Linked DNA regions of Mus musculus: all the other regions are linked to region 1. Evidence: chromatin contacts called from public Hi-C, HiChIP or PLAC-seq, Micro-C and promoter capture Hi-C data. All regions are on one chromosome and are shown on one strand. The core of a region is the stretch at or near the end of the contact, and the rest is flanking DNA. Distances in the headings are between cores, read along the strand shown. Region 1 holds the start of Irf2 (interferon regulatory factor 2). Region 2 holds the start of Enpp6 (ectonucleotide pyrophosphatase/phosphodiesterase 6). Region 3 has its middle 35 kb from the start of Enpp6. Region 4 has its middle 78 kb from the start of Enpp6. Region 5 overlaps Primpol (primase and polymerase (DNA-directed)). Region 6 has its middle 54 kb from the start of Gm39170.

Evidence for each region. Promoter capture Hi-C pulls out the DNA fragments that hold promoters and counts their contacts. A called contact is a pair of places that touch in the nucleus more often than the background predicts. HiChIP or PLAC-seq counts read pairs in DNA pulled down with a chosen protein or histone mark. Capture Hi-C pulls out chosen DNA fragments and counts their contacts.
Region 2: a contact with region 1 is called in a promoter capture Hi-C map of liver. The contact joins the promoter of Enpp6 here to the promoter of Irf2 in region 1. A contact is called at or near these places in 3 of 39 promoter capture datasets (the HPC-7 cell line, cranial neural crest and embryonic stem cells), 4 of 115 datasets of contacts at active chromatin or transcription factors (embryonic stem cells, fetal liver and large pre-B cells) and 2 of 9 other capture datasets (liver and pancreatic islet).
Region 3: a contact with region 1 is called in a Hi-C map of bone marrow-derived macrophages, with 55 read pairs. The contact joins the enhancer-like site here to the promoter of Irf2 in region 1. A contact is called at or near these places in 22 of 39 promoter capture datasets (the 3T3-L1 cell line, 3T3-L1-derived adipocytes, the C10 cell line and 13 more), 7 of 15 datasets of contacts at CTCF or cohesin (CD8 T cells, the G1E-ER4 cell line, embryonic stem cells and 4 more), 141 of 484 Hi-C or Micro-C datasets (3T3-L1-derived adipocytes, the 63-12 cell line, the AML12 cell line and 74 more), 46 of 115 datasets of contacts at active chromatin or transcription factors (the 230-238 cell line, CD8 T cells, the HPC-7 cell line and 33 more) and 5 of 9 other capture datasets (adipose tissue, bone marrow-derived macrophages, embryonic stem cells and 2 more).
Region 4: a contact with region 1 is called in an H3K4me3 HiChIP or PLAC-seq map of bone marrow-derived macrophages, with 2.8 times the contacts expected there. The contact joins the enhancer-like site here to the promoter of Irf2 in region 1. A contact is called at or near these places in 12 of 39 promoter capture datasets (the C10 cell line, the HPC-7 cell line, Sertoli cells and 6 more), 6 of 484 Hi-C or Micro-C datasets (the HL-1 cell line, Sertoli cells, bone marrow-derived dendritic cells and 3 more), 18 of 115 datasets of contacts at active chromatin or transcription factors (the 230-238 cell line, the HPC-7 cell line, the SCID.adh cell line and 14 more) and 4 of 9 other capture datasets (adipose tissue, bone marrow-derived macrophages, embryonic stem cells and 1 more).
Region 5: a contact with region 1 is called in a Micro-C map of the G1E-ER4 cell line. The contact joins the enhancer-like site here to the promoter of Irf2 in region 1. A contact is called at or near these places in 1 of 39 promoter capture datasets (neutrophils), 3 of 484 Hi-C or Micro-C datasets (the G1E-ER4 cell line and embryonic stem cells), 1 of 115 datasets of contacts at active chromatin or transcription factors (pancreatic cancer cells) and 1 of 9 other capture datasets (adipose tissue).
Region 6: a contact with region 1 is called in a promoter capture Hi-C map of liver, with 9 times the contacts expected there. The contact joins the enhancer-like site here to the promoter of Irf2 in region 1. A contact is called at or near these places in 13 of 39 promoter capture datasets (the C10 cell line, the HPC-7 cell line, HPC-7-derived erythroid cells and 6 more), 19 of 484 Hi-C or Micro-C datasets (the C10 cell line, the HL-1 cell line, Sertoli cells and 7 more), 23 of 115 datasets of contacts at active chromatin or transcription factors (the 230-238 cell line, the HPC-7 cell line, the NIH/3T3 cell line and 17 more) and 5 of 9 other capture datasets (adipose tissue, bone marrow-derived macrophages, embryonic stem cells and 2 more).

Annotation. Positions count from the first base shown.
Region 1 is chr8:46,737,744-46,741,974 of GRCm38.p6, reverse strand. Irf2 (interferon regulatory factor 2) reads right to left here and starts at 2,230. Exons shown (of 9, transcript NM_008391.4): 1 at 2,039-2,230. Gm16675 (predicted gene, 16675) reads left to right here and starts at 2,460. Exons shown (of 3, transcript NR_045750.1): 1 at 2,460-2,813.
Region 2 is chr8:46,984,961-46,989,191 of GRCm38.p6, reverse strand. It overlaps Enpp6 (ectonucleotide pyrophosphatase/phosphodiesterase 6), which reads right to left and starts at 2,305. Exons shown (of 8, transcript NM_177304.4): 1 at 1,981-2,305. The coding sequence starts at 2,221.
Region 3 is chr8:46,949,634-46,953,864 of GRCm38.p6, reverse strand. It overlaps a transcript of Enpp6 not described here. Among named protein-coding and RNA genes, the nearest start is that of Enpp6, 35 kb to the left of the region's middle. Within about 2 kb of position 1,739, at least 10 of the 459 cell types and tissues checked have an H3K27ac peak or open chromatin away from gene starts, as enhancers often do. A contact at or near this core is called in Kupffer cells, Th1 cells, bone marrow-derived macrophages and 1 more, where this site is marked.
Region 4 is chr8:46,906,562-46,910,792 of GRCm38.p6, reverse strand. No RefSeq gene overlaps it. Among named protein-coding and RNA genes, the nearest start is that of Enpp6, 78 kb to the left of the region's middle. Within about 2 kb of position 1,977, at least 11 of the 459 cell types and tissues checked have an H3K27ac peak or open chromatin away from gene starts, as enhancers often do. A contact at or near this core is called in bone marrow-derived macrophages, where this site is marked.
Region 5 is chr8:46,588,231-46,592,461 of GRCm38.p6, reverse strand. Primpol (primase and polymerase (DNA-directed)) reads left to right here. Exons shown (of 15, transcript NM_001001184.2): 9 at 2,159-2,247. Among named protein-coding and RNA genes, the nearest start is that of Gm45607, 6.1 kb to the left of the region's middle. Within about 2 kb of position 1,716, at least 8 of the 459 cell types and tissues checked have an H3K27ac peak or open chromatin away from gene starts, as enhancers often do. A contact at or near this core is called in the G1E-ER4 cell line and pancreatic cancer cells, where this site is marked.
Region 6 is chr8:46,881,828-46,886,058 of GRCm38.p6, reverse strand. No RefSeq gene overlaps it. Among named protein-coding and RNA genes, the nearest start is that of Gm39170, 54 kb to the right of the region's middle. Within about 2 kb of position 2,253, at least 17 of the 459 cell types and tissues checked have an H3K27ac peak or open chromatin away from gene starts, as enhancers often do. A contact at or near this core is called in hepatocytes, intestinal villus epithelium and liver, where this site is marked.

The DNA.
Region 1 (4,231 bases), core at 981-3,480:
GGCTAAACAAACGGGTCCCTGCACCTGCCCTTAAGCACCTTAAGTGCAGGCTGCTAACTTCAAATGTTACTTGCAGTCAGTCGATATAAAAAAAAACAAAAACAAAAACAAAAACAACCAACAAACAAAACTAATAAATGACTTCAGGCATGACAACAAGCTCCCAAGCTCCCGTGATTCCTGAAAATGCACAACAGGAAATGTAACTGTCCTCCACCCTCAGGAGCCATTCATCAAGAGCAGCCCGGAGTCCCAGCCACAGGGAGGCGAGTGGCAGAAAGCTAACCCCAGGACTACTTTGCCTCCCTGGTACAGACACAACCAAGGAAGGACAAGGAGTGCCCACGCGGGAGGGAGGAGGGGACAAGAAACATGTCCCCCAAGTTTCAAACACACTGGGCTTAAGGACCTGCAAACCCGCTCGCAAACGAGTGACAAGGTGGCCTGCCAATCCCAGGGGTCTTATTTACATCCGACCACCAAGGATCTCGCCTCCACCGACTGATCCGGGCGTCTCACCTGGGGCCCGAGCACAGTCCTGGCTCGCGGCGGAGGCTACTAGCCTCCTTCCCTTCCCTGCTCCTAAGGGGCGAGGGACTGAGGGTGGCAAACGGTCCGAGAGCCGGGGCCCAGCGGACAGCGTCCGGGGAGCCGGGGCCCTGAGCTCTCGCGAAGGCTTCCCGGGCCGCTCAGGGGAGCCGGCCCCCAAGGCCGAGCGACAGGGACTAGCTGGGCACCGCGATTGGCCGCGGCCCGCATCGCTCGCCCAGAGAGCCGGGCCGGCGGGGCGGAGAGGAAGTGGTGGCTGCCGCTCTGCACCAACCATGTTCGGCCGGCGGGCGAATGTCACCCGGCGCCCGGAGCGGGTCGGAGGGCACAGGGCGGGCACTCATTCCCACCACGTCCCGGAGACCCCAAGCGTTCGTCAGCCTCACCCCCAACCCCATGCTAGCCCGCCGGGCGCCGCTCGGTCCCCGGAGGTTCCCCGCCCCCACACCTCGCCCGTTCCGTAGCCAAGGCGGGTCGGGGCCCAGCGCGCCAGGCCGGCCCCGGGGGCGCCCGCGGGGACCCGGAGGCACTCGCAGCTAGGCCGCGCCGGGGTGGGTGACCCCTGAGCGCGGAGCCCTCCGGGGACGCGCCTCCGAGGCGCCTCACGCGCTGGGACAAGTGCAGTGACAAAGCCCGGAGGCCAGGCCAGACGCTGGCCGGCGGGGAGGAGGACGCGACGTTCCTGGCGTGTGGCGGCGGCCCAGTCCCCAGGAAGCCGGGCGCGCCGGCCAGGCCCGCGCCCAGCCGCGCGCGGAGCCCGCCCGGCCCGAGTGTCCACTGGCACCAGACGCCGGTCACCCGACCCCAAGCCCCGCGGGCGAGCGCATCCTGGGACCGCCTTAGGGCAGCCTTCAAGTTTACAGTGGTCACTGCCCGGGCACGGGCATCTAGGGACCGCGGGTGCCAGTCTATTTACACCAGAGACCGCCGGGAAAGAAGGGCCGCTGGGCACCGAGAAGAACCCGGTTCCCTTCCTCGGACCTGGTGGCGACAGTGTCTGTAAACACTCATACACATACAACACACACACACACACACACACACCAATTTTATTTTAAATGAGGCCGGACTCCAACGGACCTGTACCCACAACACACGACACCTGGAGCGCAGAATCACACAGAGCAGATCTGTGTCCATGGAGCCACCTCTTCTCATCTGCAAATCCAAAAGTGAAATTAAACCTTCACTAACCTCCTCCTCCTCCCTCTCTACCTCCTCCTCTTTGCAGCCTCAGCAGCCCCAGTACCAGCGGCAACAGCAGCAGACCCCTGCTTCCCCTAAAATCAGATGATCCATAACTGCGCCGACTCTTCCTCCAAAAATCGGTATTAATATTTATGAACCCCGGCATTTTTCCGTCTGCAAAACATCGTGTCAAAGCATCAGGACGCACATACATACATAGCTCCTCCTGTCCCCGTCAACATGCCCTCGAGAGAAAACACACGCACAGCCACAACTATTATTTGAAAAAAAAAAATGTTACCTCTCAATGTGCTTTTTTTTTTCCACGCTACCAATACAATCCCGCAAGGTGTGAGTGTTGTTAGGGTGTGTAAAATGGAAATGAAAGCCCGTCAGTTGAATAATCGCAGGAGCAAAACTAAAAGTTAGTCCCCGGCTTGCCTGAGAACAGTCCAGATCGAAAGCAAAACAAGGAGAGGAAACTGCGAGGAGCCGAGGCTGGAAATCCCCCCCACCCCCGCCCTCTCCCGGCCCCGCTCCCTCCCTCGCTCCCCCTCCGCCCTCCTCCCTCCCCGCCCTTCCTCCCCAGTGTTTGTTTCAAGCTTGTGCAACCCGGAGGTGGAGGCAGAGGGAGGGCTCCAGCCGCCAGCCTGGAGGTGCGGAAGTTCGCCGCCGCTGTTCATTGGCGGCCGGCACGGCTTTCATCATTTCTCGGAAAAGTCAATTTCATTTTCACTTCCCCACGTCGCGGCTGCGGGGAGCAACAAGCGGCAGCGCGTGTGAGCGTGGGGATCGCGCCGAAGGGCGCGCGCTTTTCACCGGGGCCACGCTGGGACTGTGGGGCACCAGAAGTGGTGGACGGGGCGCTGGCTTGGGAGCTGGCCACCAGCTGGTGGTGGCCGTAGGGAAGGAAGGAGATGACCTGACTCTACATCCTACCTGAAGGGTGGAGATGGACCAGAGAGAGCCCCGGAAGCCTGGGGACCCTTCCCGACCTGTGGCTTAAGTGCTCAGAACCGCTGTGCACAGGCTGCATATACAAACTCATCTTGGAAAGTCGCCCGCTGCAAAGGAATGTAAGGAACGAAGTCAGCTGAAAAGACGGCATTACTTGTGCCCCTACTTTATTGGATCTCCTACTGGGGAACGGGGGGGGGGGGGGGGTTTGAGGGGGGTTGAAGGGCCAGCCTGGCACTCAGTGTGGAAGCTAGGATGGTTAGGAAGGCCTTCCCCTAGAAAGTCACTCTCCAAAGTTACTTCATGTCTTTGCCATAACCGGTCCAGTTCCTGCAAAATGCAAGGGTTTGAGTTACATGAACTTAAACTGTCTTGATTGGGACTGAACCTGGAGGGAACGCTGCCTGTTAACTCCTAAATTTGGCTGTCCTTATTGGTTGAACATCCTTGGCTGCTGTCCTCTGTGCTGTTCCGTGGAGACAATACTGAATGCAAGAAGAGGGCCCAGTACCTATGACAGGTGCAGCGGCCTATGGGCTCTACTAGGCCAGCTCGCTTGGAACCTCTTGCTGTTTGGTCACTTAACTTTAAAAGTATTCCCTTACATTTAGTTACACCTGCTTCTTGCCTGGCTTACAGTTTCCTCAGCCCACCACCTGCCTTCTCTAACCACTGGGGAAAGCATCCCACCCTAGGAGACTGTCACTATCTATGTGTAAACATCTGAAAAATAATTCTACCTCCTCTTTGCCATAGAATTAGTGGATTCCACAGACAGGGATAAAGGAAAGTATGCATGCCCTTGTAGAAGGAGAGCAGTGAGATTAAGGACCCTGTCTTGTGGCCTCAAAATAGATCCTTCCTGCACAGTGTCCTTTATTTCTCCCATAATAACACTGCACACTCCTTGCATTTATATTTCATATATCAGTAACCACAGGGATATACACACTGCATGGTAGTTGTATGTCTTTACCCACCAGGCACCTAAGTTAAAAGCCTAATAACCACAGGTCATTATTTTCTGGCTTTGTGTGTGTATGGGTGAGTGTGGTACATGTGTGCATGTGTGCATGTGTACTCACGGAGGCCAGAGTGTCCTGCTCAGCCCTTCTCCACGGTGTTGATTGGAGACAGGGTTTCTCACTGAACCTAGAACTAGGCTGGTAGCCAGCCACTCCAGCAATCTTCATGTCTCTGCCAGCCACAGCACTGGAATGAGGTGGGCACAGAGCCAGACCTGGCTTTTCAAGAGTCTTGGGGATTTGAACTCAACTCCCCATTGCTTGCTCAGCAAGCCCCCTTCCCCCATCTCTGCGGCCCCTTTTGTTGTTGTTTTCTTTGCTGTTGCTGTTTTTTATTTTTGCTTGTTTGTTTGTGTGTCTGGGTTTTTTGTTTGTTTGTTTGTTTTGTTTTTTGTTTTTTTTCTAGACAGGATCATCTTAGGAAGTCTAGGTGAACCAGAATTGTTTTCCAAGCTGTCCGGGAACTAACAACGTTCCTGCCTTGGCTCTTGAATCCTGGAATTATGGGCCTG
Region 2 (4,231 bases), core at 1,056-3,555, 250 kb before region 1:
TCTTGCTGGCCACAGCATATGGCTAGCGTCACCTCTAAAAACAAATAGAAGAACGGGCTTCCAAATCAGATAATATATTTCTGTCTGAAAATCTATCATAGAAAAAGGTGTATGTGACCTCCCCAGGCTTGTCAGAATTAGGATGAGATTCTTGTGTGCTTGGGGCTACAGTCTCTCCTTGTGGCATAGTTTTATTTATTTACTTTTGAGACTACAAAGACACGCAGCCTGAGGTTGCACCATGTTCAGGGATGGCTTAGTACGGTCCATATCCCGTGGAGCCCAGTAGCGTGAAAAGGTGTGTGTTTGCTTGGCAGAGCCCTTGTGCAGATGTGTGCTTGTGCTGTGTCAGGCATGTGGGTCTGAGAAACAATCACCCGTGTCATTGGCTCCGTGTCTGTGTGGGGGATTTTTGCAGTGGTCCCTTTTCACTTATTGGAATCTGCCTTAATAAGCTGGGGCTTGTTCATTATCCACTGTAATCAAAAAGGCTGCACGTGGCAGCTTGTGTGAATTGTGTCTCCCGGCAGGCTCTGAAAGACAACCAGAGAAGGGGTGGCCACTGTATGTGAAACTCGATGTGGAGAACCGGGTTGGGACACACAATTAAATCTATGTGTAACCCAGAAGCCTGCAAACTGTTCCCCAGTGAGCGAGTGGGTGAGAATGGGGAAGCAGGCCAAAGGGAGGCCAGAGAGTCTTTTGTTAACTGTTTATCTTGGAGACTGGTTTGTTTGTTATGGTTGGATAACAAACAAATTCCTTGCTCATGTGAAGCCTGATTTTTTTTCTCTCCCCGATATCTTCATTTCTAATTCTCATAAATATAATAATCACGAAGTATAGATTCCTGTCGTTTGAGGAGTCAGCACGCAGTTACTTTGTGAATACCTAGGGCACCCACGAAAGACAGAAATGCGAAGGTTCATGGCCCCTTTTCTGTTACCATCATATCATGGATTGTTCCTATGGCCGATCACACAGCTAAAGATGCTTTCAGACTTCCTTTGGCCATGGAGTTCTGTAAAGCTATGTAATGGGCTATCACAGGTCTTAGGTCTTATCTGATAGCATCATTTCAAAGTTCTCCCTGGATTCAGAGCACACAATGAAGTCTTGTACAGCCAGCAATCACTGCCTTCTTGGTTGCCCTGGGTAGCTGGCCAAAAATATCTGACAGCCTCTTGCCGGTTTTGCAGGGAGCTCACCTACATTAACAGGTGAGGCTGCAGATACCGAACAGACAGGCTCAGCCTTCTGGAATCACCTTGAGTGTCCTGACAATTCTAGATGGAGGAAGATCATCTTTAGCCAAATCCACTTTCCCCAGACAAGCAGCTGGGATTCTGCCCGTCTCACCAGGATTTGGACTCGCTTTGTGCTTAACTCCCATTTCACAGATGCTGGGCAATCTCAAGTCCATGACAAAAGTTCATTGTCTCTGTATCATTTTACCTGACCCCAGACGGCCAAAGCAGAAAGTGGCATTACTGAAGAAGGCCTAAAGAGTCCCTTCTAAGTTGTCTAGATGCAAGCTTCCCTGTGGAGGGATCCTGAGAATAACTGTCACAGTCTTACACATTGATAAGTCAGCCTGCAAGAATCCAGACCACAGTAAAGGGACAGAGAGATTCTGTATGGATACACGGAAACCCATCCATCTTCTACACCCCGAACTTAGAAAATGTGGAATTATCTAGAATTTTATCTGTGAAACAAACAATAACCACTTTAAAAAAAATCTCCAAATTCCATATATTACTGTTAGCATCTCTTCTCTTTACAGACAGTCTGAAATAGGTCCTTGGGAGGACATTTGTGGAACATCAAGACCGTGAGGAAATGAAAGTGTTAGTTGGGAACATAGACTCTCACCTATCTTGGATGTCCCGTGACTAGGGACAATCAAACACTAAGGTTTCCAATGACAGATGCTAGCCACATCCTCCCGGCTAAGAGGCAGACATGGTAGGTACTCACCAGTCATGAGGGTGTAGTAATTGGGATAGGAGAGGCTGGGAAAGTCTGGAGTCAAGTAATCCACTTTGACGCCTCTGTTCACAATCTCTCTGAAGCCAGGCAAGGATGCTAGAGCATCCTCACTGATGTAGTCTGAGCGAAAACCATCCAGGAGCAACACCAGGAGCTTCCGGTGGGCAGAAGCCGGCCACACCCAGCTGAGCCCAAAGCCCAGCAGGAAGGTCCAGAGCTTTGCTGCCATGCTGCCAGGAGTCTGCCAGGGTGAGCTGGCACAGCTGTGCCCTTGCAAAGCCTGAGGATGGAGTCTGGAGTTATTCTCTCATCTAGGGGCTGGACCTTGAGCTGTTGGCCTTTCTTAGCCAAGTTCACTTCAGAATTTAAAGGGACAGCACTCCATTTTTACCAAAATAAAATTATACTCAATTCAATTAAAAAAAAAAATTCTGCTCTTCCTCACAAAACCCAGAGACCGACTACCTCTAGATAGGGCAGGATCTCTAACAAGCTAGAATTAACACAGAGGGAGAAAATACAACCTCATTGTTTTTGGTAAACGTTCCGTAAATATGAACGTCCACCGGTGAAACCTTGAAAGTTAACAAAGTCAACCCAAGTTTGTAATTGTGCTGACCACAGGGAGGAGCCAGGGAGAAGGGAAGTCTGTAAACTTGTTGTTGTGCCTGGATTTAAACTTTCTAACTTCTCCACTGAACAATTTAGTAACTCAAAACTTAGGTTATAAACTAGAGACAATACATTTAGGTGGGCCTGTTGTGAGCTATGCAGTCTTGTCCCAGAGATAGCCTTTAAAAACAAATTATTTGTCCAGGTCTCCGCTACTGATTTTTGCCTTCATAGGCCCCTAAATGCAGTGTTACTGTTCAAGTTATCAAATGCAAAGAAACTGTTGGTGCCTGGAGCTCACTTGGGGGAGGGGCTGTTAAGTGGAGGAGCTAGAGAGCTAGAGAGAAGGTTCTAGAACTGGATCAGGAGAGGTTGGAAATTGAGGCCGCAGTGTCCCATGAGGGGAAGAGTGAAGCTGGAGAGTGGGACTCTGACACGGAAAAAGAGCTTGAAATAACAAAATGAGTTCTAAGTCGGGAAAACTCGGCAGGGGAAGCCTGTCAGAGGAGAGGGTTGGCAAGGAGATGGGCAAGGCCAAGTGCTCGGCCGCAGGACATATCTGCAGTGATGCTTTTACCTGGTGCAAAATTAAATAACAAATTTTATATGAAAGCTAATGAAATATGTGCGGCCATAGAAGCGACTTAGCAAGTATTGGGTTGTATTAGTGTTAGTGTTGCTTGGAGCCAGGCGTGGTGGCGCACGCCTTTAATCCCAGCACTTGGGAGGCAGTGGTAAGTGGATTCCTGAGTTCGAGGCCAGCCTGGTGTACAAAGTGAGTTCCAGGATAGCCAGGTGTAGTGGCTATTCCTGGTTGTCAACTTGACAATATTTGGAATGAACTACAATCCGGAATTGGAAGGCTCACCAGTGACCCTTATCTGGAGGCTTGGAGATCCTTATCTGGATCTTGGTTTGAAGATCTTGAGCCATAGTGGCTATGGATTCCAGAAGATTGAATCTCCGAGTTTAAGGAACACACCTTTAATCTGGGCTCCACCTTCTGCTGGAGACAATATAAGGACATTGGAAGAAGGGAGTCTAGCTCTTGCTCTTGCTCCTTCGCCTGCTTGCTGCGTGAGACTGAGTAACTGCTAGATCCTTGGACTTCCATTCACAGCTGCGACTGAACAATTGTTGGGAATTGGGCTGCCGACTGTAAGTCATCAATAAATTCCTTTACTATCTAGAGACAGTCCATAAGTTCTGTGACTCTAGAGAACCCTGACTAATACACCAGGGCTATACAGAGAAACCCTGTCTCCAAAAAACCAAAAAAAAAAAAAAAAAAAAGTGTTGCTTGGGTGCTGAGCAGCCATGCGCACGCGCAGCGCGGGCTTGGTCAGTCTGTGGCCACTCTTGGTTCTGACTGGACATTATTTTTCTCCTGCCTCAGCGTCCCCTTGTGGTTAAAGTCAAACCTTCCCAGGGCACCATGGGTGAAGAGAGATTAGCCAAATCACATCTGAGGCGACTCGGACAAGAATGAAACGTCATTCTTTCCTTCAATCAAAGGCCGTGCTTTTTACAACTAAATTACAATTAAATGTTTTTCTTATTAAAAAGTAGAAAAGGGTAATTTGCTCTTAATGCTTATTGGCTTGAAAACACAACATTATTCTTATCC
Region 3 (4,231 bases), core at 490-2,989, 210 kb before region 1:
CAAGATGTAAAGTCTCTCCTGTCCCCTGTTCCCGTACTCTACCTAGACCTGCAGAATTTCCAGGTACCTGTGCTAACAAGCAAGCGAACAAGCGGAGGCCTTCCAGGTCCAGTTGGCCACACATTGCTACTTAATAGTATACTAGGGTTCCTGACCAAAGGGTGTTCAAGTACAAGTTACCAAAGAGGTGGGGGTCTAAAATAGAAATGTTAAACGGCAACAAGAGAATGGCCACCAGGTGGCGCCATAGTTCCAAAATACAATCTTAATCCCAGCTGTGAAATATCAAAAGGCTTATTGCAGTGATTCTCTTCCCATCTTAGGTTTGTATCGAGCTACTGTCTACAGCTTGCACTGCCACGGTCAGCCAAACCTCTCAAGTTTGTTCATATTACTAACTCAAAGGTAAATTCAGTGGAAATTCAAGGGATGCAGAAGTGGGGAGTGGGGGGTGTAGGGGAGTGTTTAAAGTGTTTTAAACAAAACCAGTGGAGTTAAAAAATGAGTATTTATCTCAGCAACAGAGAGTTTAAATATGTATTTAAAAGCCATTTAACATATGTTCAACATTTAGATGTTAAATATGTACATGCATGGAATATTCTAATATGTAAATAGAACAGAAAATAGATTTATTTATACAAAATTGTATGCTGTATATATTTAAATGTTTGTCTGTTTTCTTCTTTTCTTCTTCTGTCTTCATTGTATCTTTTTAAATTTTTAAAAAAAGATTTATTTATTTATTATATGTAAGTACACTGTAGCTATATTCAGACACTCCAGAAGAGGGCGTCAGATCTTGTTAGGATGGTTGTGAGCCACCATGTGGTTGCTGGGATTTGAACTCAGGACCTTTGGAAGAGGAGCATCAACACCGCCCCATCCCTGCCAAGGTGGGCTCTATTCCCATAACCATCAGCTGGAATCAGTCCTTCACCGTTAACTAGAGCGCAACCCGCCCCCTCCACGCCCCAGGAAGTGCAGCACTGGATAACAAGGAAGAGTGATGAGAAGATGTCAGAGAACACAGAACCATCTAGAACAACTGAGTTAAAACAACATCCATAAAAATTAGAACAACTTTCTGAAATGGAAAATATCTGCCCCCATAATGCCCAAGGCAAATTAATTATAGTTCAAATGAAAGCTGTTTCTTTCAGAAGTGTTTTATTTTCCAAAGTCAATACTGCAACGCTTTTAAAGTTAGAGAGAAATGCAAAATCCGTGGGCTTCAGCCTTTTGACCCACATCAATAACTGCCAGGAGACGCTGGAAGTATATTTAGAACTTTGAACATAACGTGGTGTATGGCATGAAATGTTTACGGGAAGCCAATATTATTGCTTGCATGAGAAAGCAAGGAGACATTATCAGGATTCCTAGAGCTAAGAAAATACTGTCCATACTTCCTTACCCACAAAAGCAGGACACAATTCTTACTAAACAAGACCAGAACAGTTTATGATCACAAGAAGTCATTAGCAATAATTTTAAGTGGACCATAAAAATAAAGACCAAGAATGTGATTTAAATAGTAAATGTACTATGCATAATAAAAAAGCACACACTGATGAAAATCGTATCTCAAATCCTTTATCCAAATAATTTTTTTATTGAAAGTGGATTTTTTTCCCTTCGTACATTTCGATTATGATCCTGAAATTTCACAAGATCCAGAAGTGAAAGTAGATTTTGACAGTAACTAAAACACTCCGGCTTGTTGTCTGAGGTCAGACGGGCCGGTCGGTCACTGGGGGTGAGAATTCTCATGGCAGCAGCTCAGCTACAGGAGTGGAAAGGAACTTCAAAACCATCTTTTCAGAGCTATGTTTCATAAGACACCTGCACATGGCTCTCAAAGTATTTCTTTACATCTTTCTTCCCTTACGCTGGAAGGGCGTAGCACAGCTGGAACTCACAGCCAAAACAGAAATCAGAAATGGAAGCGCTCCACCACACACATTGGCCTTAGCTGACCCACAGGACAGTGCCACCTACATCTTACAATGAAATTGCGTAGTTCAGTAGGTATTTACAAAGATATTTTTTCTGTCTTGTCATCAGAAAGCTTAACAGAAAGGGGCTTTCTGTAATGTAGAAATGTTTTCATAGTTTTAAGGGCTTATGACCACTGTGTCACGAGTATTTATTATAGCAAACAACTTCGTCTCACATTCACTTGTCGCTTTCATAGAACGTGGCTTGTCGTTCAAAACCTACACATAATGTGCAATACCCACTTAGGTCAGGGTGAACCCTATCTTCCTTTATGAGACCAAATAGATAATATGTAACATTCTGTGTTTGATATTGCCCCGAGGAATTCAAACCAGGACAGGGGATATGCAAATGGGCATTCCAATCCAACTTTATGTTTAAAGTTTTCAACTCTTTTTACCCCTTTGTGTCTTTGTGAGTGTGGTTCCTGGGATGTCCCCCATAAGTCGCAGTTTGAATACTTGGTCTCCAGTTAGTTATTCGGGGAGAATTAGGAGACATGGTTTTGTTACTGGGGCCTGGCCTAGAGATTTCAAAGACTCCTGCCATTGCCACCACAGGCTTTATTTATTTATTTATGAATATGCACATAGGCCTTCAGCTAGGCTTGTGACAAGCTCGTGACACAACCTGTTTATGCTATTCAATGTCTGCCATGGTTACCTCTCCTCGTTCCTTATGTCCAACTCCCTCCAAGTCCAGATGAGGAATTTTTTTTGCTCCTGACTCCTTCTGAGAGTTCCCCTCTCTTTGCCAGATATCCCACCTTCTAATCCTTCTTCGTCTCATTGGTCATCAGATATTTATTGACAGGCGATGCTTTTACTCAGTGCAGAAGAGATTCTCATTCCTACATACATGCTGGCAAAACACCAAATGCACATAAAACAAATTTAAAATAAAATGTATAAGGGAGCACAAAAAAGATCTTGGATACCCATAGCAGCCTTGGGCAAAAGATGCTGGAGGAATCACTGGATCCAGTTTCAAGGTATATTACAAAGCCATAGTAGGAAAAAAAAATACTTGGCATGCAGATAAATAGAACAGAATGGAGTACAAGTACAAGCCCATATGACTATAGCCACCTCACTCATGACTAAGGAGATAAAAATATACGCTGGAGAAGAAGACAACAAATACCGCTTGAAAACTGGATGTCAGTGGGCCAAAGAACAAAACTGGATCCCCTTCTTGTCGCCTGTATAAAAGTTAACTCCAAATGGAGCGGGAGCCGCATACAGAACTTCAAATCGATTAAAGAAAGCTGTGTAGACTGCGAGAACGTCTTTCCTAGCTAAACCCTTGACAGAAGACTAAAACAAAACAGACAGCAAACTCAGAGAACCCAAAGAGAGCTGGCAAAGCTAGCTCAGCAGGTAAGGGTGTCTGGCGACAAACCCAGCTGCTCGTGTGGGATCCTGTGGGATCACATTGGAGAGAGAGAACCGACTCTCAGTCTTACAAATCATCTTCTGATTTTCACATGGGTAACACAGAGCAAGCACCATTCGTTAATACTAAATATACAATAAAAGAATAAATAATTGTAAAAAAAAAAAAAGCCAACTAAGCTAAGAGGTCAAAGCAAACAATAAATGGCCAAAGGAAGATCAGTCTCAGAAGATGTAAATAGCCAATCAGCATATGAAAAATATTCAGGCTCCTGCTAGCTGGTTCTACATCAACTTGACACAAGCCATAGCTGTCTAAGAGGAGGGGACCTCAGCTGTAAGAATGGGCTGTAGGCAAACCTGCAGAGCATTTTCCTAATGAGTGATTGATGGGGGTGGCCCCAGCTCATCACATGTGGAGCCATCCCTGGGCTGGTGGTCCTGAGTTCTAAAAGAAAGCAGGCTGAGCAAGGCAGTTAGGAGTACTCCTCCAGGGCCTTTGCCTCAGCTCCTGCCTCCAACCAACAAACGCTGGTGAGGATGTGGACAAAAGGGAGTATGTATACACTGCTGGTGAGGCTGTGAACTAGTCCAGCCTCTAAGGAAACGAGCATGGAGTCTCCTCAACAAACAGGCAAACGATCTACCATACGATCCAGCTATCGCGCTTCTATTTACCAGAATGATGCCAAGTCAACACATTCCAGAGACACTGGCTCCTTCATGCTTGCTGCAGCACTTACAGAACCAGCTTAGGTGTCCACCAAAAGAACAGCATTTAGAAGGGAAGAGTTTGCTTAGACATAAGGACAATGAGATTGTCTTGATTCTGTGGA
Region 4 (4,231 bases), core at 728-3,227, 170 kb before region 1:
ACAAGACAAAAATGCCAACTCCAGAAGGCAGAGTTATCAGAATAACATCAAAACCCTGAAGCAGAAGCACTAATGGCCAGAAACGTATGGACGAACACACCTCAGGTCCAGAGAACCACTGCCAAACAAGATTACCATGTTCGGCATAGTTATCTTAAAAGTCAGGAGGAATAAAGACCTTCCAAGATAACATAAACTAAAGAAAGCTCTACTCACCAAGCCAGTAATTGTGGAAGATACTTAAACTCTACACACAGAGGAAGAAGAGAGACACTGACAAGCAGGAGATCTTAGGAAGGAACAAGTTTCAAAGTAGAAAAGATGAACAAATTAGAACAAGAAGAGAATCAAACACATACAACTCAGTAAGCCGAAAAACTCTAAAAAGAGAGAGAAAGAAAAGGAAGTGTGCGTCAGTCAACCAGAGAGACAACCAACACAAATTACAGCAATCAGCAAATATGTCTCAGTAATTATCATCAGTATGAACGCTCTTAAGCTTGTATTCAGAGGACTCAGCACAGGGCTAATAAGATGGTTCAGAGAATAAAGGTACCCAGTGGCAGGCCTGATGCCTTGGGTTCAATTCCCCGGGATGGAAGGAGAGAACCAACTCTTGCAAGTTGCCCTCTGACCTCCTCATGTGAAGATTACATGTGGATACCCTCATTGACTGACTCATACAAACACACTCACACTAAATATATGAGTAAATAAATTATAACTAAATGAGTCTTTGAAATATCTTTTTAAAAAAAAACTACAGAAATTGCTGACTGGGTTATGAAATAGAATCAACTGTTTGTTGTCTGCAATAAACACACCTTGCTGGCAAAGGCACTGTAGGCAGTGCCACACCGCCACACCTAGGCAGGCAGTCTTAGGTTATCCAAAAGAGCAAGCTGAGAAGGCTAGAGGGAGTAAGCCAGCAAGCATCATTCCTCCACCATTTCTGCTTCAAGCTTCTCTTTCCTTCCACACCTTGCCTTGTGGTTGGAGGGATTACTGAAGCAACAGACAGCAAACTAGAGCTTCAATGAAGTTGCACTTTAAGCTAAAATTAGTCATAAGAGATATGAAAGTCAATACAGAAAGGGACCACTCCATCAAGAAGATGCAAAAATATAAATATATGCAGTGAATGTTGCATTACCCAGTTTCATATTAAAAATAAACTCATTGGCCACAGAGACAGCTTTTCAATATGCCAATGATAGATATGCTGAGAAAGAAATCAGGAAAATATCACAGTAGCCTAAAAACTGTATCTTATAATAATAAGCCTTATTAAGGAGGTACGGGACCTCTACAATAAAAACAGCTGAAGTAACCAAAGATACTAGAACATTAAAAGGCTCCTCCTATTCATGGACTAGCATTGTGAAAATGGCCAAGGTACCAGAAGTGATCTCTGCAGAGTCAATGGAATCCTAAGCAAAATACTATTGACAATATCCACAGAAGCCCAGACCTGAGCAGCCTGAGTAAACTTGAGCAAAAAGAGAAATATTGGAATTATCGCAGTACCTGGCTTCAAATTATATTATAGAGGCACAATAAGACAAACACCATGGCATTAGCTTAGTAACAATGTAGACACACAGAGAGTAGACAGAAGGCCCCAAAATAAAGCCATACAAGCTACACCCATGTGATTTTTGATGAAGTTTTTCTTTCTAGTTTGCTTTCTTATGTTTGTAGTAAAACAGTCTGACCAAGCACACCTTGGGGAGAAGGGGTTGACTTAATGGATACCTTTAGGGCCTAAAGGAATTTGGCACAGCAACTCAAGAAACAACCTAAAGCAGAAATCATGAAGGAATCCTGCTTGCTGGTTTGCTCGTTCTCATACTCAGCTAACTTCCTTTCATAGCCCAGGACCACCAGCCCAGGGAATGCTACTGCTCACAGTGGGCCAGCCCCTCCCACATCAATTAACACCAAGACAACCCCCCACAGACATGCCTACAGGCCAACTGAGATTCCTTCCTCAAATGACTCTAGGCTGTGTCAAGCTGTTAATTATAGCTAACTAGGACAGTTGTCAAAAACATATTTTGTGGGGAAAAACCTTTTCAACAAATGCTACTGAGAACTGAATAGCCACATGTAGAAGAATGAAAAAAAAAATGTTCCCATCTCTCAACCTGTATAAAAACCAACTCAAACAAGATCAAAACACTTAAGTGAAATATTAGGAAAGTCTTCAAGATAAAGGTACACACATGAGTTTTCTAGAAAAGTCTCCAATAGCTTAGGAAATCATACCGAGAACTGTTAAACTGGGTTGCATGAAATCAAAAATTGTCTTCGTAGCTTGCTGTGAAGTGAGTAGCTTCATCCAAGTAGTACTACCCCACACAGGTCCAAGGACGGCAGGGCCATGTGACTATGGCCTGAAGCCAAGCATTAAAATAAAAGCTTCCTCATTAAGCTGTTATTGCAGACATTTTGTGCCAGCAATAAAAATTTACAAACATAGTTCCTTTATAGATCTCTTAAGAAAACACACACAAAGACACCATCTTCTAATTAATGTTTGACCCACCCCACCCCGATATTGCAAATCTCTGATCACAAACCTCTCCTTCTCTGCCTGAGTTGATCAGCATAATAGTTTTCCTTCAAAAGTAATAAGAAAATAGTTTACTCCAAACTAAATAATGGATGACTATAGGCCAGGAGTTCAGGTTCAAGTCCTTTTTGGAGAGGTTATATGAACTGTATGGACAAAGAAGAAAAAGTACAAAACACACATATTTCCTAATTTTACAAAATACATTAGTGTGTCTTCAGGCTGTCAGAGGGCAGGAGGGTCTACAGGACTCCAGCGTGACCTTTCCGTGTTCTCTGATTTAGAGTGGGTGGAGTCAGGATTAGGAGAGGTGCGAAGAATTTTAGTCATGAGATTTAGACATAGGTCAGGTACTTAGCAGCAAATAGCAATTACCCAAGACTGAGATAGCATGTGTTAACCTTGCTGCTCCATCCACAGCATTCTACTTCTCCACGTCCCTGATGTTAGCTAAGCAGTCTGAAAGCTCTTAAATGGCAGCGTGGCTTCAGAGAATATCAGTTCACAGTGTACCGACTTTTCAAAGGGAAAGACGAACCTATCCGGAAAGGGGACACTGGCAGCCAGTGGAGGAGAATAACTGGAAAAGTCCCTCAAAGGGAGCGATGAACCGTGATTACGTTTGCTCTGTGGCTAGGGGGCTGAAAGTGGATGTTTGACAGAAGAACGGGGTGAACAAGAAGGGGCGTAGTTAACCAAGCTCAGTCCCGCCCCTTCACAGTGGCTCTCAGCTTTCCCAATGCTGCTGCTCCTTTAATACAGTTCCTCACATGGTGGTGACACCAACCATACAATTATTTCATTGCTACTTCATATTTTTGCTACTATATAATGTAAATACCTGTATTTTCTGATAGCCTTAGAAATCCTCAGTGAAAGGGGGTTCAAGTCCCCACCCCCAGGGGTCATTACCCACAAGTTGAGAACCACTATAAGCAGATGTTGGCACTGGAGAAGGTATTTGCCCTTTTGAGCCGCAGTGTGTTTTATCAATAACATTCTGTTGTTGGCACATAAGAGCAACACAGCAGATGTTAGAGGCTCTAAAGAAGGAGATAAAGGAATGGCTGACAGCCATAGCATTAAAAATTGTTGACCAAATCCAGGTTTGGTAGATTCAAAACAAAAGCAGTAGAGTGGACAGAAAACCGTGCTTTAATGGAGCGACAGGTGACTGTAGAAGGGGGTTGATTTTGCAAATAAAGGAAGTGTTTCTAATATATTAAGGTGGCTTCATTTTGAGGGCTTGGTGTTTGGGGAGTATTTCTGTCTTTTTTTTAAATTAGGTATTTATTTCATTTACATTTCCAATGCTATCCCAAAAGTCCCCCTCCCGCTCCCCCACCCACTTCCACTTCTTGACCCTGGCGTTCCCCTGTACTGGGGCATATAAAGTTTGCAAGACCAATGGGCCTCTCTTTCCACTGATGGCCAACTATGCCATCTTCTGATACATATGCAGCTAGAGACACGAGCTGCAGGGGGTACTGGTTAATTCATATTGTAGTTCCACCTATAGGGTTGCAGATCCCTTTAGCTCCTTGGGTACTTTCTCTAGCTCCTCCATTGGGGGCCCTGTGATCCATCCAATAGCTGACTCTGAGCATCCACTTCTGTGTTTGCTAGACCCCGGTATATTCTCACAAGAGACAGCTA
Region 5 (4,231 bases), core at 467-2,966, 150 kb after region 1:
CCTTATATCTTTTTATGATTATGTGTAATGCACTTTCCAGTTATTCTAAAATCACTACTTTATAAAGGAGAAAAAATACTATTTACATTGTATTTAAAAGTATAATTACTACTGTCTCATTTTCTTTCCACATATACACATATATATTTAGACCATTCATAGCCCGCTGTTCTGGTCACTATGTCTGCCTTGAGTATGACTCAGCTGTAGAGCTCTTGCCTGGAATACTCAGAGCCCTGTATTTGATCCTCTGGACTAAGCCCCAGAAAAAAGGTTTTAATTGGGATCATACTTATATGGTTTTGTCACCTGACTTGTTCTGTTTAATATCATATCACAAATTCTTGCCAAGCTAATAGTTTGTCAGTAGTTGTGAATAAAACATTTAGTATTATAAGTTTTATACTATAATAGCATGCTTTATTATCAGATCTGTTGTCGCAGGTTAGGTTTCTGTTTTGGTAACTAATTCCACCTTTACTAGACTGGCAATTACATCAAACTGTGGTTAGTAGGCCCATCCGTATCTGTAAGTCTAGCACTTGAGAGGTGGACATGCAAAGATAAGGAGTTCAAGATCAACATTCACGCTGGGCGTGATGGTGCACGTCTTTAATCCCAGCACTTGGGAGGCAGAGGCAGGCGGATTTCTGAGTTCGAGGTCAGCCTGGTCTATAAAGTGAGTTCCAGGACAGCCAGGGCTATACAGAGAAACCCTGTCTTGAAAAAAAAAAAAAAAAAATCAACATTTATTATGTAAGTTCAAGGCCAGGAGGGCTCCACGAGGCCACGTGGTAAGCCTTCATCACCCTGCCGCCCCCCCCCACCAAACCAACAAACACAAGCAAAACCCTGAAACAAACAAAAGTAATTAAGAACTGGACTAAACCACATTAACTTGCTATGTTGTTTTTTCTGTTTACCTCCCTCAAAAGTTTTTGTTTTGGAGTTTTGGTTTGGTTTGGGATTTTTTTGTTTTTTGGGTTTGTTTGTTTGTTTTTGGCAGAGACTCACTGTGTAGTCCTGGTGGGCCTGGAATTCACTATGTAAGCCATGCTGGCCTAAAATTTATAGAAATCCACCTGCTTCTGCATCTTCCCAGAAGTTTTTAAGAAGACGTTTCCATGGAAATTAACTTTAAGAATAATTAATAAATATTTTAAATAAATAAATAACTTTAATAAATATTAAGTGGGGCAGTGGTGGTACATGCTTTTAATCCCAGCACCCTGGAGACAAAGGCAGGCAGATCTCTGAATTTGAGGCTATCACAGCCAGGGCTATCAGAGAAACCCTGGCTCAACATACATTGATTAATTAATGTTTAGGGTATGTTTCTGTAGGGAAAGCTGTGAGTAGTGGGAAGATAGATAACGTCCCCCATATATCTCTGTTCCTCAGAAGTGAGTTGAAAGTCTTTTAAAGTGTAAATACTGACCTTCCAGGGTTGTTGAATTAAGTTTAGAACATTCACGTACCACATCCGTAGCAGTGGCCAGCACGCACTGGAGGTACAGGGTGTGCGCCTGCGAAAGTGTTGTAGCGCTCAGAGGGTCTCAACCTTCCGACCACAGCAACCTTTTAACAAAGTTCCTCATGTTGTGGTGACCACAGCCATCAAAGTATTTTGTTGCTACTTCATAACTAGAATGTGATACTGTCATGAATCATAATGTAAATATCTGATATGCAGGATATGTAATGTGTGACTCCTATGAAAGGGTTGTGACTCCCAGGTTGCGAACCACTGGAGTCCTACATAGTTTCAGTATAGCCTCACAGAAGTGGGCGGTTCTCATCTTAAATAAGGCTCGCTCCCCTACACTTTGCATAGAATTGCTCTTCTAGACCCAGCTATTTCAGTCACACCTCCCATGCTTCCATTATCTTTTCTTCTCTTTTGTTATTCATAGTTTTAAATCCTAGCAGAAAGTCCAAAGGTCTGTGTGTTTGGAAGTAGAACTATACCTTCAACCATTTCAGTATCCTAGAGTCCTTGGATCACTCTGTGAAGTGTCTTAAACAGTACAAGTTATGATCTTATTGTTATGTGTTTTGTGGTAGGACTGGTGCTCAGGCTATAATAGTGGAGCAGCATCTTTAGTCATGCTACTTCAACTCTAACAGTGTACTTTATTTCTTTATACATTTTCTTTAGATTCTCAGATACTCTGCGAGTTCTCACATGCCACCCATCTCAGACTAAACGAAAGCGGGCTGAGTGTTTTAACAGTACTGGCACTTCAGGTAACTTTAAACAATTTCACGTTAAAATTGACGGGTCTAAGATCTACTTTGCCTTAAAGGTCTTAAATCTTAAGTACTCATATCTGCTGGTCATACGAAAACTAATTCCTCTAGGTTTCTAACCAGGTTGGAATACTATAAAAAATTATAGGTGCTTATTAATTAAAACACCTGATTTTCATTTTGTGCTAAGAATATATTCCTTAAGGAACATATAAATGCTTTATATTATTTAAAGAATATACAAATAATGTATTTTATATAAAACAAGCACATCAAAATATGACTAACCTTTCACCCTTTTTTTTTTTTTTTTTTTTTTTTGGGTTTTCGAGACAGGGTTTCTGTATAGCCCTGGCTGTCCTGGAACTCACTCTGTAGACCAGGCTGGCCTCGAACTCAGAAATCCGCCTGCCTCCCGAGTGCTGGGATTAAAGGCATGCCCCACCATGCCTGGCTCACCCTATTTTTTTAAACAAGTATTTTTTGTGATGGATGTTTTGACTGCATGTTTGTCTGTGCACCAAGTGCATGTCTGAGGCCTATAGAGGCCAGAAGTAGTCACTAAACTCTCTCTCCAGCCCCTCGTTCATAATGAAACACAGGTGGCTTGATGAGATGGCTAAGCAGGCAAAAGCATGTGCCACCAAGTGCCTGACAACCCAAACTCAGTCCCCAGGGCCCACATGAAAGTCAAGAACCAACTCCCACAACATGGCTCTGACCTCCACACTCAATCTGCAGCATGCACACACACACACACACACACAGAAACACAGACAGACAGACAGACAGACACACACACACACACACACACACACACACACACACACACAAAATGTACTTTTAAAACTTACAGGTAAGCCGGGTGTGGTGGTGCACGCCTTTAATCCCAGTAGAGGCAGGTAGATTTCTTAATTCGAGGCCAGCCTGGTCTACAAAGTGAGTTGTGAGTTCCAGGACAGCCAGGGCTATATAGAGGAACCCTGTCTCGAAAAAAACAAAACAAAATAAAACAAAACATTACAGGTAACTGCTACAGAAGAGTCCCATTACCCTTGTACTACAGGAGTTCTCCACATATGTCTCTATCATACATTGCCCATTCCTGTACTGAAGAACATAAAGGGTTTTTTTCCCTAAAGTTTCTTATATAAATTCTCCGATAAATACTTTTATTTACATATGTTGTTATATCAATATAGTAGTGAAAACTGTTAGCAAAAACTCCAGACAATCTAAATATACAAGATAAACAGGATGACATACTCCAAACTGTAAGTTTAGATTTGTAAGGCTCAGACAATGGATAAGACACCCATTGATGATGATAAGAGAAAAAGTAGATTCTAGAACCACAAGTGTGGGGCTGGGGATGCAGTTTAGTGATAATGCACTTGCCCAGGACTTAATAGATTCCCTGCTGCTATAAAAACACAGACACAGCTGGGCATGGTGGTGCCTTTAATCCCAGCACTCAGAAGGCAGAGGCAGGTGGATTTCTGAGTTCGAGGCCAGCCTGGTCTACAAAGTGAGTTCCAGCACAGCCAGGGCTACACAGAGAAACCCTGTCTCGAAAAACCAAAACAAACAAACAAACAAAAAACAAAAAACACAGACACAAATTATATGATAGCTAGCCTATTAAAAATATGGGCAATATTTTCCTGTGTTTATTTCCTCTGATTATTTAAGATATATTTCTAGACATTATCTGGGAATGTTTCTCGTTTCTATAATGAAATATTTTCCAAAATGTCTCCAGTTATATTTAACTATTTTAATAGAAATACTGACTTTAAGAAAACTAGATTTTCCTGTCATTAAAACTAAATGAGTTTGTGAACTGGTTACTCTAAGTTACGGCAGTAGATTCTTAGATATAAAAGTCCACTGCCCTCCAGTGAGAGACTCCAGGAAACACAGATTGAGTTTATGATTCCCTGGGTGATGGAGCCCTTCGGTCCCTCAGTAAGAAAGAACG
Region 6 (4,231 bases), core at 1,004-3,503, 140 kb before region 1:
GGATTTATTTTGACTCATGATTATAGATGGTTCTGTCCATGGTCTCTTGGCTCCATGTCCTTGGGCAGAATCGTGTGGTGGCAGGAGCGTGTGGAGGAGACTATTCATCTTATGGAAGGCAAGAGGCCAAGAGCTAGGAAGGGATATGGGACAAGGTATATCCTTCAAAGGCACTTCATGCTGACCTTCCTCCAACTACAGCCATCCCTTAAAGTCCCTTAAAGGTCTCAAAACAGCACCCCCATCTGGAAACCAAGCATTCAACACATAAAAATAAGGCAACACTTCATATTCAAACTAACAGTCTTCTTCCCTCTTCAGAATCCAACGAGGACCAGTCTAGGCTTCTTCACACTGGGTACGTCTGACTCCCTCTCGCTCCCTTTTCACTTATTGAAACTCTCAGGATGCACCAAGACCACCTCCATAATTTAAAAGTGTGACCTCTTGGGTTTTAAATCAAGTTCACAGGTTTTCAGGATTGAGATGTGGACATTTTAAGGGTCCGGTAGGGGGTGGGTCTGATGCTAAGGTCCTGTTATTCAATTGGTTCTTGATCCATCAATAAAGATGCTAACAGCCAGTGAGCTGAGTGGAATAGGTGGGACTTCTGGGTCACTGTAGGCAAGCTAGCAGTCGCAGCAGGGAGAGAGGAGGATTTTCCTAGTGCTTTAGAGAGAGAAAAGGTGCCAGCCACAGGAAATCTTGTGTGGAGCAGTCATAGGCGGGAGATTAGAAACAGGGAAAGATTAGGAGTGCCCAGTCATTGAGTTAGCAAAGGCATTTTAAGATTAATTGGGGTGTGTGTATGTGTATGTGCGTGTGTGTGTGTGTGTGCGTGTGTGTGTGTGTGTGTTTGTGCACACTTGTGTCTTTCATTTGTGGATCCCAGGGAATCTGGGTGGGGGCTGGTTGGAGCTTAAAGGGGGTTGGCAAAAACTACATGCTACAGGGTCCCACTAAATATATATATATATATATATATATATATATATATATATATTTTGCCAATTTGCTGTTATATACTCCTTTGTGTATTGATTGTACTTTGGTGTCCTAAACAAACTAGTCCAGCCATCTTTATTTCTATGCTGACTGTAAAGACTCAGAGGAGATTTCAACTAACTTTTCCTGCTGTGTTGATTTGAATCACACAAAATCTAGTTTAAGATGCCTGCTAAGCTATGTTGCACCAACCATGATATTTTACTTTTTTTTTTTTTTTTTTTTGCCAGACGTAGGGATACAAAGATGGTCCACTATTGACCTCAACTTCCAATAAATTTGCCTAGCAAAATGTCCCAAATGATTGACTGGAATTCTGAATGTAGGCCTTTGATGCATGCATAAACACACAACTAAATACATTTTTTAAAATGTGCTATTAGATACTATGCATTTCTGTAGGTAGAAGAGACAAGAATGAGCGGAAAAGAGAACCAGGGAGAAAGAGGACCAAAGGATGTGGTTTCCTTAAACTTGTGATAATGCCTTGGGGGTAGGGGGAGTAAATTAGTAGAGAGAGGTGAAGAGTATGAAGATGTGATAGTATAATACTAAGAAGTCTAAAGACAGCAAAGGGGGCTGGAGAGATGGCTCTGAGGTTAGAGCACTGGCTTCTCTTCTAGAGGACCCAGGTTCCTTTCCCAGCACCCACATGGTGACTCACAAGTGTCACTAACTCTAGTCCCAGGTGATCTGATGCCCTCTTCATGTCCCTGTGGGTACTGCTGTGTACCCCAGGCAGGCTAGCATGAAATTCAAATGAGTCCTCCTTTCTCTGCATCCTGACTTCTTGAATTTTAGGTATGCGTCCTCATACCCAACAAGATGGTAGGGTTAAACTACTACATTTGGGGTTATTTCACATATGGAACTATGAGCAAGGTCAAAGGACAAAGCATCAAATTAATTTAACCTTTTCTTTCTTTCTTTCTTTCTTTCTTTCTTTCTTTCTTTCTTTTTTACTCTATAATCTGTAACAGTCATTACCATAAAATGGTGAGGTGGGTGTTAATTCATAGTAGGCAGTAAGAGAAAAGGGCCACCATGAAAAATATAAGTTCTCTACTTACGCCAAGCTGACAAAAGGTGAAATTTGAGGTGAAAAGGAAACGTAAGAGTTAAAACCGTATAACCAGGAGTGTTGCAGATGAGAGAGACAAGATGCTTGCAGCTAGATATGAGCTAGGCAAATGGGTCTGATAAAAGACAAACAGGCTCTGAGAAGCAAGGGCAGTTATAGAAGAATGGCTGGCTAGCTTCCATGCAACCTTTCCCTTTGGGAAACACAAGCCAGGCACCATTGCTCAGTCCATATGCGCCTACGCAGCTCGATATAATAGACTAAGTTGTATGTAAGAGTGATGTCTAGCTAGGGCTGCCCCCTTTCAGAATAAAGACCCCAGTCCATCCTGTTGTAGATAAAAACAGAACCCAAAACATTAATTCCTGGCTAGCAAGAAAACAGAGAGATCTCTGTATAATTAGCAGCATTTGGAACACCTGCAAGGTCAGAGGGTTGTAATCATGGCCAAGTGACTAACAGTTCAGGTCAATGCCTAACAAAGTACAAGTCAGAAATGGGCGGGGAAAGGCTTCTACTACCCTTGACTGGGTGATCAGAGCATAAACAGCACATGACAATCTTCCTGTTTGGGCCAGGGAACCAGGCACAGAGTATATGGGCCCTTCATTGCTCAGTCCATGATAATCTAGAGAATTAACCAGTCTCAACGGAGATTACCTCTGCTTTGTCCAGTTTCTGCCAACGCCCTCTAAAAACCACTAAACAAAGAAATTCAACAGCCCTTCCCTCTCTTTAGAAACTTCTCTCAGCTCTTGGGAATTTCCTTCACTTTCCTCCAGACTATCTTGACCCACCAGCAGCTTCCAATAATGACACAGACTTATATTTACTTATGAAGCTTAGGCCTTGAAGCTTAGGCTCATTCCCAACTAGCTTGTATAACTTAAGGGAAAGGTTTATTCTAATCTACATTCTGCCACGTGACCTGTGACCTCTCCTTCGGTACCAGCGCATATTTCTTCCTCCATGTCTGGCTGGTGACTCTCCCATGCCTGATTCTTTCCCAGAGTTCCTTTCTCGGCTCAGAAGTCCCTCCTCTCTCCCTCTGCCCTGCTGTAGGCCATCTGATCTTTATTAAGCCAGTCAGCAGGTGATGGAGAAGAATGTTTACAAAATACTCAGGCAGGTGATGCCTCATTAAAAAAAAAAAATACCAAAGTCCAGACAGATCCGCTGGCACAGAAATGAGGCATTTGAAATAAAACAAAGGCAACCTTTACACAGTACACAAGATTATCCACGGTCTTAGTTTCTTACTTAGTTTTTTATCTTTCTATAGTAATGCTTAGCAAAACTTACTTCCAGTCCACATACTCCGGTGAAAATCCATGTCTTTCATTTTCAATGGCATGAGACAACCAACTTTGGAGCCATGGTCTCAGGTTGGTCTTTGATGATGGTAAGTATTTGGCCCCTTGGGTCCCTGGGTCATGCTCAGTTGGGGTGAAAAAGCCTCCTCCATCTCAAAAAACCTGCACGCTAGAAAAAGTATTCCAACCAGCAAGGCAAAGGATGCTGGCTTTATTGGGGAGGAAAGGTAAAAAAAAAAATTTGCAATAATTTTTAACATTGATTCATAATAATTGCCCAATTTGGGAGCTAAGATTGGTAACTTCAAATTTACTTTCCCCCTAAAATGAGGACAGGGAAATAGAACAATAAGAAATAATCGATTGGCTAACATGAGGCTACTTTAGGTTATCTTTGGTGGTAAGGACTAAAGGTGTGGGAACTTCGTGACCATGCCAAATGAAACTGGCCTTTTGGGAAAGTTTGCCTGTTATCTCTGTAACCTCTATCAGTTGGAAGGTCAAATAAAGTCTCGTTTAACTCGGTGAGGAGGCAGTTTAGTGTGAGTACTTCCATTTTGGTTTTTAGTCTGGTCTGCTGGACTCACCAGCAAAAGCTTAGGGCAAACTATGGACTTCTGTACTTTCTACCGAACTGAAGCACACATATTTTCACTGTTTATTGCTTAGTAAAGTCCTCTGAGTCAGAGTTATGATCATAACCACCATTGTGCCAGATAAACTAAGGTCAGCTAGAGGGATGTGAGTGCTCTCTCTAGTGATCAGGAAACATGGGGGGGGGGGGAATGTACACTATAACCAAGGAAATGAATTTCCTTAAAAGAGCAGAATT